Regions from separate parts of the Hordeum vulgare genome. Here all the other regions are linked to region 1. The links are chromatin contacts, called in public Hi-C maps. All regions are on one chromosome and are shown on one strand. Each heading gives the region's core, a stretch centred on a gene start, on an enhancer-like site or on the middle of the called end of the contact. The rest is flanking DNA. Distances are from core to core; before and after follow the strand shown.

Region 1 (4,339 bases), core at 953-3,452:
CGGGTCATGTCTGCATAGTTCTCGAACCCGTAAGGTCTGCACACTTAAGGTTCAATGACGTTTTAGTATAGTTGAGTTATAGGTGTTGGTGACCGAAGGTTGTTCGGAGTCCCGGATGAGATCACAGACGCCACGAGGGTTTTCGGAATGGTCCGGAAATGAAGATTGATATATAGGATGGTTTCATTTGGTCACCGGAAAGATTTCGGACATTACCGGAAGTGTACCGGGAGTGACGAATGGGTTCCGGGTATTCACCGGGAGGGGCCCTCCCACCCGGGAGTTAGCCCAATAGCCCTAGGATGGCGCACCAGCCCTTAGTGAGCTGGTGAGACCAGCCCAAGTGGGCTATGGTGCCACAAGGAGAAAAACCAAAGGAAAGAAAAAAAGGGGAGGTGGGAAGGAATGAGGGGACTCCTCCTTCCCCAAACCGAATTGGGGTGGTAGTCCACCTCCTCCTCTCTCGTTCGGTGCCCTTGGGGCTCCCTTGAGCCCCAAGGCTAGCCCCTTCCCTCCTCCTATATATACTGGTGGTTTTAGGGTTTTTTAGACACAACTTTGCCACGTGCAACTCAAACCTATACCTCGTAGTTCTACCTCTAGATCGGATTTCTGCGGAGCTCGGGCGGAGCAATGCTGGAATAGATCATCACCATCACCGGCGCACTGTCACGCTGTCGGAGAACTCATCTACTTCCCCGTCTCTCTTGCTGGATCAAGAAGGCGGAGATCGTCATCGAGTTGTACTTGTGCTGAACGCGGAGGTGTCATCCGTTCGATGCTAGATCGGGACGGATCGTGGGACGACGATGATTTGAATCATGAAGCTGTACCACTACATGAACCGCATTTCTTAACGCTTCCCGCTTAGCGATCTACAAGGGTATGTGGATCCGATCTCCCTCTCGTAGATGAACATCACCATGATAGGTCTTCGTGTGCGTAGGAAATTTTTTGTTTCCCATGCAACGTTCCCCAACACTACATGCGTGCCACTTGTTGTAATTTTTCCTTTTCTCGTAGATCCGTATTTTCAAAACGTTTTATCTCTTAAATCGTGCGTTCAAATCTTGAACTGTTTTCACCGTTTGGTTTCTTGCGTCGAGATCTTCAAAACTAGATCCCATGTTGATAGGTTTTAACAAACTTTTTTTTCACGAAAAAAACAAGACGAAAAAACCGGCATTTTTTCCCTTTCCGAAGATGCACGACCATGCCTCTCGCAACAGCAAAACCGTGCCTCTCGCGGAAGCAAAAACCGTGCCTCTCACGGAAAAAAAGAGAGATCAGAAAACACGTTTTTTTTCCTTTCCAAGAAGCACGGCCGTGCCTCCGCGATAGCAAACCCGTGCCTCTCGTGGAAGCAAAACCATGCCTCTCACGGAAAAAAGATAAAGTAGAAAACACGTTTTTTTCCCTTTCTGAGAGGCACTCGCGATAGCAAAACCGTGCCTATCGCGGAAGCAAAACCGTGCCTCTCGGAGAAAAAAAAGAAAGCAGAAAACACGTTTTTTTTTCCTTTCCGAGAGGCACGGCTGTGCCTCTCGCGGAATCAAAACCGTGTCTCTTGCGGAAAAAAGAGAAAGCAGAAAACACATTTTTTTCCTTTTCCAGAGGGACGACTATGCCTCTCGCGACAGCAAAACCGTGCCTCTCGCGGAAGCAAAACCGTGCCTCTCGGAGAAAAAAAAAAAGAAAGCAGAAAACACGTTTTTTCCCTTTCCGAGAGGCACGGCCGTGTCTCCCGCTGAATCAAAACCGTGTCTCTCGCGGAAAAAAGAGAAAGCAGAAAACACGTTTTTTCCCTTTTAGAGATGCACGACTGTGCCTCTCGCGACAGCAAAACCATGCCTCTTGCGAAAAAAAATAATAGAAAACGTGTTTTTTCTCTTTCCAAAAGACACGTTTGTGTGAAAAAAAATCTAAAAAACTCTAGTTTAAAAAGCCGAAAATATGTGCAAAAACTAAAATAAAAATATGAAGAAAACCCTTAAAACACGATACGTGACGGCGCGTGGAAGCAATTACTGAGAGGTTCTAAAGAAGCACTAGCTAACTAGTTGGGACCGTGCGAGCACCATTTACATGCTGATGCTCTAAGTTCAAAACACGAAATTTTGCTCGACAGGCCGCATCAACGAATCCAATACGCGTCCACGCTTTTCAAAAAGCTAGCCACTATAAATAAATTCCTCCGGCCCACCGCGTGGTCACGTGGTCCGTGTCCATCCCGCCTCAACTCCACAACGCGCAATTCCCTCCCCGCACGCACCCAAACCCAGCAAGCCCACCGATCCGGCCCGGTCGCCGGCGATGGAATCGGCGGGGAACGACCGGAGGGACGCCGCGCTGGGCGGCCTGGCCGTGCTCCCCGACGAGCTACTCTGCGCCATCGTCGACCTCCTCCAGCCCACCGACATCGGACGCCTCGCATGCGTCAGCAGGTCGCCGCCTCTCTCTCTGTCTCCCCCTTCTGTTCTTTTCTCATCTGCTTTGCAGTTACTTCCATGCATTAGCTAAGAAATGTGGATTCTGAGGTTTTTTTTTTTTTATTTTAATGGTGATCACTCAACCCAAGTGGACTAGCTAGCCATGCGTGATTCTGAATTTTGTTTGGTTATGGTCGTTTGTGAGCGTTACTATGGGCCAAATGACACATACGGCGTCGGTATGATGGTATGAGCTTCTGGGAGAAAGGATCATCCATGGGAGGCCAGTTTTTTTTTTTAAATGACAGAAGGTTTTAATGTGCATAAATGAGACCCAGTTATATGTTTCCTGAGAATTTCAGTGAAACTTGCATGTGGGACATTTGGATCAGCTCAATGGTCAAAGATCAAAACTGCCCATGTTCATTTATGTATGTCAGGCTTTCTTCCCTCATATGTGTTAGAGTTATAATATAAGTCATGTACCCTTTTGTATTTATCCCAATATATAAGGGGTTTTCTGCATATAGTCCACCACCTGTACATTTATATATACCGGCCTATGGCCTCATGGGAATACAAGTTGCTTATTCCTAACATGGTATTAGAGCCTAGGTTTTCTTAGCACGCGCAACTCGTGCTCCTCCCGATCTAATTCCTTGCACTGCCGCCGCCGCTCCTGTCTCTTCTTCCTTGCTGGAGAGCGCCCCTTCTTCTACCGCTGGGGGGAGCCCCGACTGCCTGGATCTCGCCCCGCCTCGACTGCTGCCTCGATCTCGCCCCGCCTCGACTGCTGCCTCGATCTCGCCCCGCCCTGACCGCTGCTTCGATCGGATCTTGTCCCCGCTCTAACTCGCGGCGGTTCCAAGTCTTGCAGCGGCTCCAGTCTCGCGGCGGCTCCAGGTCTCGCGGCTCCTGATCCAGGTCTCGCGGCGGCTCCAGAACTCGCGGCGGCTCCTGATCCAGATCGAGGCGCCGCCCCATCCCAACTCGCGGCGGCTCATGATCCAGTCTCGCGGCGGCTCCAGGTCTCGCGGCGGCTCCTAATCCAGAACACCCCATTGCCAGGTCGATCCAGAACACCCCATTGCCAGATCGACGACTCTCGACGCGAACGCGTTTCAGACACGGACGTTGTGCGTTGACTGTGATTCCCAAAAAAAAATGTCTGCTGCATCCGGCTACGTTGTTGTTCCTCGTTGTCCGGTGATCTTTGATGGCACTAACTACACTGAGTTCATTGGCTTCATGCGCATTCACATGCGTGGCATCCGTCTATGGGGTTTTCTTTCTGGCGAAGTCTGTTGTCCGCCATGTCCGGTTCCTCCTGTGGCTCCCACTCCGCCGACCCCACCGGCTCTTCCTGCGGATGCTCCTCAGGCCGCAAAAGATGCGGCTAAGCTTGCTGATGAGGCTGCTGTGAGTGCTTATGATGAGAAGGTTTTGGCTTATGAGGAGGCTCTTCAGACGTATCATGGTGCTCTGTCTGCTTACACCCAGTGGCTTGATGATGATGCTCGTGCTGCAGCTGTTCTCACTGCTAGCGTTCTGCCTCGGTTTGCCTCTGAGTTTCTGGGCCTTCCTACTGTGTTTGAGATTTGGACTCGCCTTCGTCAGCACTATGAGCCCTCGGGTGATGCCTTATACCTCTCTATGGTCCCTCAGGAGCATGCTCTTCAGCAGGGTGACTCTACTGTTGATGACTTCTATGCACAGAGTTCTGCTATCTGGCGCCAGCTTGATTCTCTCCGCAGTGCTGGTTGTCGTACTTGCCCCTGTTGCCAGGCTGTCCAGGCCGATTTGGAGTTTCATCGCGTCTACGAGTTCTTGTCTTGGCTCCGTAAGGAGTTTGAGCCCCGGCCTGCTCAGTTGTTTGCTCGTGGCCGTATCTCTTTCATGGAGGCGCTTTC
Region 2 (4,104 bases), core at 950-3,449, 260 kb before region 1:
GGTGGATCGTTGGCGGCGAAGGCGAAAGTGGGCGCCGGGGGGCGGGCGGGTGATTTGGAGGCGAAAGAGGGAGAGGAGAATGACGTACATGCCACCGACTGGTGGGCTGGGGGAAGAGAAGGGCGGGCGAGGGCGTCCACTTTGTGTCCGCAGCAACGCAAATGGCGCCCAAATTGGGGCATGAAATGGGTCGCGGACGGACGAAAAATAGACATGCCTCTGTTTGGGTCGACACGTTGAACCGACTTTTGTGTCCGAAGCAATCCAAACGGACATGGACGAACGAAATGAATCGTCCGGTTAAAGTTGCTCTTATAATCACATCCAATAGTTATAATAATAAATAAGACATAACTAAAACTTAATTAGATGAGTTCTAGCAAAACCGCAAAAGAAATCGCGCCAATACCCAGTTTCAGCGAACGGTCATCGCAGATGACGTGACGACGCGTCCCTGCTTCAAGATTCGTCCACCTCATCCAACGGCAACCAACGCGCCCGTACGAATTAGCTTGTTATATCAGACGTCAGGTGAAGCTTTTAGGTACAAGAAAAGATCTATCTGGCATCTTTCCATAATACTGTATTTAGTATTTACAGGTGAAGCTTTGATGCCTCCAGTAAAGTTTAGGATATTCGGCAAATTAAGGAGAGCCAACCAACATGCAGGCGTCGATCGATCGACCATGGAAGGAGGAACGCTCATGGTCTCTCCACCGAGCCGCCCTAGAAAGTCGGCACGACGCCGCAGCTGGAGTCAGACAGCGCGGCTGCGGAGAAGTACTGGTCCACCTCGAGGTCGGCGTCGGCGCGCTTGGCGAACCGCCCCTTGATCCGTGGCCTGGTCTCGGCGTAGGCCTTCCGCGACGCGTACCTGATGGTCTTCTCGAACCGCCTCATCTTCCTCTTCTCCCTGTACCGGTGCACCCTGGCCTCCCTGTCCATCGCCATGCCCATGAACTGCGGCGACGTGTGCGCCGCCGTTGAGAAGAGGTCGACGCTGCTCTCGCTGCGCCTCATGTACGAGCTGCTCACATCCTGGACGGTGCTGCTGTTGTCCGGTGACGATGACATTGAAAGCTGGAAATAATAATTAAGACGAGACAAGTACGATTAGAAGGGCATGCATGGAGAGATCAATCAGGCACTCTATAATTAAGTCGATCTTAAGCTTCCCATGGTTACGTGCTGTGCTGTGACATTAGAAGGGAATTGAGATGCATATCTGAATGTCCAATCGGATTTTGCACATCTACTAGAAATTATTAACAGCTATGTGGAGATCTTATAGGCTCGTGGACAGTTGCTAGATAGAGATCAAGTCCATATATAGAATTCATTCATGCAAGTAACTCACGCTGCGTTCGAATGTTGCGCCAAATCCGTACCCATGGTTAGAGTTTTGTGCATCGTACGCCATCTCCGCCGTGAAGCCCTGCCGCTCATGCAGCTGCGCCACCGGCTCACCGGGCACGACGAGCTCGTGGTCGTGGCTGCCCTCGTTGCTCTCCATCCCGTGGCCGTGGTAGTCCTTGCTCGACGCCTCCTTCTCGCCTGCTCGTCCGAGGTCGAGGAAGTCAGCGACGAGCGCGTCGCCGAACGCCGGCGCATCCGCCTCCGATCCCCGGAGCGGATCGAGCAGCAGCCACGACGTCGCCTCCTCCTCCTCTCCCTCGCGGTCGTCGTAGTAGGACCTCCGGCCCTCGCGGATGGGCCAGGAGGAGTTGACGCCGCCGGGGCGGACGACGAAGGCGCCTCCGGCAGGGGAGGCCGGGGCCACCGCGCCCATCGGGACGCGGCGGTGGCGGCTGGCCAGCGTGTTCGCCGAGTGCACGTCCGCGTCGCACGCGGCGCAGAGCGCCGCCGAGTCGGCGCGGCAGTAGAACGCGCACGGCGCCGAGCGGCACGAGTCGCAGCGCTGCTGCAGCTGCATGCCGCCGACGCCAGCGCTGCCGCGCAGCTGGCCACGGAGGTCCGGCTCGGCCTTGATCATCGCCGGTCGCGAGGTCGATCGGTCCAGTTCACCCGCCGCACAGGCGGGCTATATATACGCTTATCCTGTACCCCCACTCACCTCCGTCGGCTCTATCACGCGCAGCAAAGAAGGCTGGAGCGCAGCAGGGTGCAGCGTGCGGCCCTGTGTTTTGATCTGGTTTGGTTTTCGTCTTGTGGACGAGAGTTAGACAAGTCGGGCGACACGTTGCGGGGTTCGAACGGCTGAGAGAGGCCGGTCCCTTATCTTGTGGCCTGGCGCGCTCACGGTGGGACCGGCTAGAGGGCTTGGTGGGGCCCACAGGATAAGCGGGCTGCTGCTCCTGGCCAGTGCTGGCTTGCGCTTTCGACACGTCTACGCGCGGGTCTCCGATGGCGGAATAGTCAAATCTTATCTGCAACTTCAGATTGTCAAGGCTGTTGTGCAAGAATTGCCATGTCATCGGTCTTTGTAAATTGCCAAAAGGACATGCAATGCAATTATTGATCAAATCTTAGGATTTTAGTTGGGGTGATGACGAAGAAAAGAAGAAAACTGCACTGGTTTGCAAGATGAGCATTCCGAAGAAGAATGGGGCGCATGGGTTTAGGGACCTTCACAATTTTAATCTTATTAGGCTATTAGTAAAGGAGTGGTGACGATCAATGTAGAACTCAGGTTCATTTTATGCACGTGTTTTCAGCGTAAAGTATTACTCAATTGAAAATATCTTAAAGGATGGACCTAAACGGGGATCATCATACACAAGGGAGCGCCTTTTTGTTGGAACTCAAATATTTTAGAGAGGTTGTATTTGCTATGTCGGCACGGGATCTCAAATCAATATCTAACAGGATCCTTGGATCTCATTCATTGTCTATCGTAAAGTTGTTATGCCTAAGGGATCTTTCATGCTATCTTGTGTCGAAGAGCTAATAAACCCATGTACATGTGCATGGGATTGTATTTGACGTGTTCTTTTGGTGAATGTTGAACGAATACAACAAATACCTCAAAATATTCAAGAAATCGGTGAACTTGTGGGAGAGAAATACAATATACCGGGTACATTCTCAGTTCGTCCGGCATACTAAAATGAGTGGGAGTACGAATTCAACCATCGAGGGTCTTGTCCAGATGGATAGGGAGCGGTAAACTTGATTCATATGTAAGTGTATCTAGTGCCCCTTTTGCGGTTTTCGTGTATTAAAGACAAAAGGGTTAAGGGACTAATGTTTTTATGATTATACACATGAGAGAAAGTCCCAGGAAATTTTGGTTTAACCAAGAAAGACGAACCCTAAAAATGTACTATATGAATAGTGAAGGAATTGGTGTACCCTTTGAAAAAATTGAAGTGAAGAATTTGAAACGTGAAGTGTGTTAGGGCATATTTCTCCATATGTGGTTTTGATAATTCATGACAATCCCTACGGACGAATGGTTACCTTAAGTTATATTTGAAGAATTTTTCCATAGACACTTCTTGAAGTCCATTTGTTGATTTCAAGGAGTTTATATGATGACCAATGTGGTATTCAAGGTATTATCCAAAGAGTGGTCATAAAGACTCAAGGTTGATCAAGACTAAGTCAAAGAGTAAATCAAGTTGATCAGCACACAATGCGTACAAGATGTACCGAGAGGGACCAAGTGATCCCATGGTATGGTAAGTATTGTCCATTACGCTTTTGTGTACTAACCCATGGTCTTCGTGAGAGTTCTATGTGGGTTAGGTGTGTTTCCATGGGCTTGCGTCAAGAGCAAGATCTCATTGAACCCATGAAGGATGACATCAAGTGGTGATCGTCGTCAAGATTGCGGTGTGCAAGTTCAAGTGGAGCATCATGAAGATATCATGTTTGAAGCTTGTCGTCCATTGTGGTGGCAATGGACTTGTGAAGATGTGCTAAAGAGTGGCTCACCCACAGTGGACTATGGGGGAGAAATTTACTAGTCTTCATCAAGCCAACACAATCAAGAAAGGTGGTCCATCTTGAGGAAGTCAAGATCATCATCATATAGATCAAGTGGACTAGGTGCAAGGTATAGGTTTGCCCCTGATAGGGTTTTTCTATTTTAGGATAGATTGCCGTACTGTCAAGGGGGGGCTCTCAAGTGAGTAGCTTGAT
Region 3 (3,855 bases), core at 855-3,354, 300 kb after region 1:
GGATGGGCGGCGCATTGGCCCATGATGTATCTTTGTTTTACTTTTCTATGTCCTATTTGATTTGAACAATTGTTGTAATTTGCTCAAACATTGTTGTAATGATTTGAATGATTATTGTTTTATTCGGTGGTGTAATACTAACTAGAATGATTATTGTTTTATGTCAAATGTGATTGAATTTGTGATATGTCATATGATGAAATGTGTGATATATGAAATGACAATTTTAAGGGTTGGGGTTGGGGCAAAGACTAGAACCCTCAAACCCAACCCTTATAACGGAATATTCCGTTATAAGGGTTGGGTTTGAGGGTTCTAGTCTTTGCCCCTGTTTTTCAACCCTTAAAAGTGTTAAAAAAGACCAATTCTCAACCCTTAAAACTAGTTTTAGATTTAAGGGTTTGAGGGTTCTACTAGAGATGCTCTTAGCGTTGGGTATGCCCTAAGTCCCGATTGATTCGTCGTTTTCCAACCCAAAACAATTGTATTAGTCGGAGTTGTAAAAATATCCAGCTGGATCCTAAAATCGCGCTTGCTTCGGTTGTTTTGGTGGCGTTAGTTCTGATACAACCGAAAGTTTTTACAGACCAAACAACGGATGTATTCTTATCCATCGGTTTTATACTTGTAGACGGTATAATACCTCCGTAAGGCCTAAACTGTTACTCGTACATCTGTAAAAACAAAACGAGTTTTCAAACGGGGCCTAAGGCCCTGCTTGGAAGCAGTGTAAAAAAATTCCAGCCGTAATAGTTTACATCCGTAATTTACTGGTGACAGGTGGTTTACGCCCGTAAACTTCATCCCACCGAAAGCTGTTTGGGAGGATGAACCACCGTAAACTTCATCCCACCGAAAGCTGTTTGGGAGGATGAGCCAGCTCAACACCGTCGGGTAGAGGAGGCTAGAGGAAGAGACTTCGTCGGTGACAACGCCTCGCCTCCTTCCCGTCGAAGCCGCCGGCGACGGCGCCTCGCCTCCTCGCTGTCGCGGCCGTGTCTCCTCGCCGTCGCGGTCGTCGGTGACGGCTCCTCGCCTCCTCGCCGTCGCGGCCGTGTCTCCTCGCCGTCGCGGTCGCCGGCGAGGGCTCCTCGCCTCCTTCCCGTGGCAGCGACCGCCGCCGCAGCCGTGCCTCCTCGCCGTCGCGGTCGCCGGCGACGGCTCCTCGCCTCCTCCCCGTCGCGGCCATGCCTCCTCGCCGGCGACGACTCCTCGCCTCCTCGCCGTCGCAGTCGCCGGCGCCTCGCTCCCTCGCCAACTCTTCTTGTCCAGAGAGAATACAGAGGAAAAATACATATGTGCTGGGTGGTGTGTCAAATACCGGTGTGATACGGATGTATCCTACGAAGGCCCTGTTTGGAACCACCTAGATTATATAACCCAGTTTTTATAATCTATTATGTTTCCAAACAGGACAACTTATAGTGTAGATTATAAAAACTAGATGGATAGATTATTAAAAACTCATAATCTACTCTATACCAGCTAAAATCAGATTATGGATTGCTAATGACCCATTACCCTTGTAAAGTTGGAGATAATAACATTTCTACCACCGCTACCCTCCTCTTTTAAAAAAAACAGAGGGTAGATAGGTCATTATGCAATGTAAAACCTGGATTACTGTTTATATAATCCGGCCTCCAAACATGTTCATCTAGATTATTTTTAAAAACCAGATTATATAATTTATCTTCATAATCCAGATTATCATAATTTATTATGGTTCCAAACAGGGCTGAAACCGGTGTAATTTTTACAGTGCAAAACGACGTTCCAAACACGATTTGACCACAGACCTTAATTCTTTTACAGGTGTAACTTTTACGGAGCGGTTTTGACACGACGTCCCAAACGCAGCCTAAAACTATTTATTACTCCCACGTTTTTCATTTCATTGAGAGACGTCAACTAAACTTACCCCAAATGCACCCGTTTACTTTCGCCCCTTTTGTCCTACACGCAACCACAGCAATCAGCGATGCGATTCGATGCACGCGTGCAGACATGCTGTCCAGGTACATCGCTGCCCCCCGCTATCCCGTCCTGTTACATCGGCGGGCGGTTTTCATAAAAAAACAACAACATCAACGGGCGGTCCACCGCAGAGAATAATCATCGCTTCAGCAGGACCGTCCGATCGTCACTCCCGAATCCGATCGTCGATACCGCGGAGAAACGTACAGCCACTCCCCGCTTGCTCCCCACATCCTCGACTTGTCCCCACCAGCCTCCGCCTCCGCCTCCGCCCCGGCCGGGCTCCGGCGGCGCCGTCTTCCCCAATCCAGCTTCCAGCCTCGCCTCGCCTCGCCTCGATCACGTCAGCTGCGCAGCCATTTCTACCGTCTGCCGCACAACCGTGGTCTCCCACCCGCCACCTCCGCAGCTGTGGCCGATGGTCGCCTGATTTGCCCCGCGCAGCGCTGAGTTATTCAGCTCAAAATCCCCGCTATTGATTCCCTTGCGTCTATGATTGTCCTGACAGCGCAACTGATCAGTTGAAAGGAATCCTCGAATCCAATGGAGAAGTCGTCGTTCGCGTCTGCAAGCTCCGGCGAGCTCACCGCCGCCGTCTACGGAGCAGGGAGGCCGGTGAGGGTGATACCGCTGCGCCACCCACTGGATGCGGCTGTGCGGGAGGCGGCCGCCGCCTCCTCCCCGTCGCTGTTGTCGGCGGCGATGGAGAGGGCGCGGGGGATGGGGCCGTGGGAATGGGCGGAGGCGGCCCTCCCATGCTTGGCGTGGATGCGTACCTACAGATGGAAGGAGGACTTCCAGGCCGACCTCACCGCCGGCATCACTGTCGGCGTCATGCTTGTGCCTCAGGTACCCTGTCACTCTGACCATTTGTCGTACGTAGATCTGGATTGCTTTGACAGTATCGACTACGTATTATTCAAAAATGTTTCAGTGACCAAGCCAGTTGAGGTTATTACTTACAGCAAAATAAATCCTTTGCCCCCCGATCGAGCTTATTGACGTATTGATTGTTTGATTTGGGTTCAGGAAATAAAAAACGTTGGTTGCTCTCTTGCTTGCCATAAAATATGCTTGGTGATAGTTCATGCAAAAACTATTACCCCCTCCGATCGGAGGGAGTACTTTTTTTCCTTCTAAAATGCTATTCTGTTGAAGCTTGGTTACCGTTAATTCAGAGATCTGAAGTTGTGAATACAGCTTAACTGAGCACAAGGGAGTGTTACTATAAGCTACTGTCTTTGTAGATTTCGTATATGAGTTGTTTGCAAACAACACTGTTACTCAATGGAGTTGTAATCTGTAATGCATTCAGTGGGGGTTAACCGCTATGGAGCTTACTTAAATTGCTAGTTCCTCACACCCATTGTGTTACGCATTACAGAATTTTCATTTGTGTAACTTGGCTGGAATGGCTAGTCACTACACCCACTTTTAGCATATTGCAGAATTATATTTGGAGCAGTTAGGTTGATTTGCCTGCCAGCGAACACAGTATTTTCATGTCCTCGTGATCCTTCATGTAAGTTTGGCTTGTTAAGTTGGAATGAATGAGATCATAGCAGCCTATGTATGGGGAGAATATTAGTCAGTCACTCCCGTGTTCATGATTTTCCAGTGTACCAGGGAAAAAATGCTATACTTTGATTTGATGTTTTCTCTACAATTTTTGTTTGTAATTGGTAAGTATCTGTATATTTCATTTGAACTGATTTAAAAAAAAAAATTGGTGGTATGTTGCAGAGATTTCTTGATTAGCTGAACCTACTGGTTCTCCGTACTACTGTACTAATTTGTATAGAACAAGTGAGCACGTAATCTCACAGCTTGTTGTTTTCCCTAGTTTCTTACAAATTAGTAACAAAAATCCTGTTGACA

Evidence for each region. Hi-C and Micro-C count contacts between places; a contact is called where the count stands out from the background.
Region 2: a Hi-C map of leaf shows a contact between it and region 1, with 6 times the contacts expected there. The contact joins the promoter of LOC123398465 here to the promoter of LOC123395713 in region 1. A contact is called at or near these places in 2 of 6 Hi-C or Micro-C datasets (leaf and seedling).
Region 3: a contact with region 1 is called in a Hi-C map of leaf, with 2.3 times the contacts expected there. The contact joins the promoter of LOC123394935 here to the promoter of LOC123395713 in region 1. A contact is called at or near these places in 2 of 6 Hi-C or Micro-C datasets (both in leaf) and 1 of 1 datasets of contacts at active chromatin or transcription factors (embryo).

The regions. Positions count from the first base shown.
Region 1 is chr5H:358,404,698-358,409,036 of MorexV3_pseudomolecules_assembly, forward strand. It overlaps LOC123395713 (F-box protein At1g78280-like), which reads left to right and starts at 2,203. Exons shown (of 16, transcript XM_045090741.1): 1 at 2,203-2,444. The coding sequence starts at 2,314.
Region 2 is chr5H:358,141,012-358,145,115 of MorexV3_pseudomolecules_assembly, forward strand. LOC123398465 (zinc finger protein CO3-like) reads right to left here and starts at 2,200. Exons shown (of 2, transcript XM_045092933.1): 1 at 1,358-2,200; 2 at 546-1,080. The coding sequence starts at 1,993. The coding sequence ends at 727.
Region 3 is chr5H:358,709,301-358,713,155 of MorexV3_pseudomolecules_assembly, forward strand. LOC123394935 (sulfate transporter 4.1, chloroplastic-like) reads left to right here and starts at 2,105. Exons shown (of 17, transcript XM_045089824.1): 1 at 2,105-2,826. The coding sequence starts at 2,521.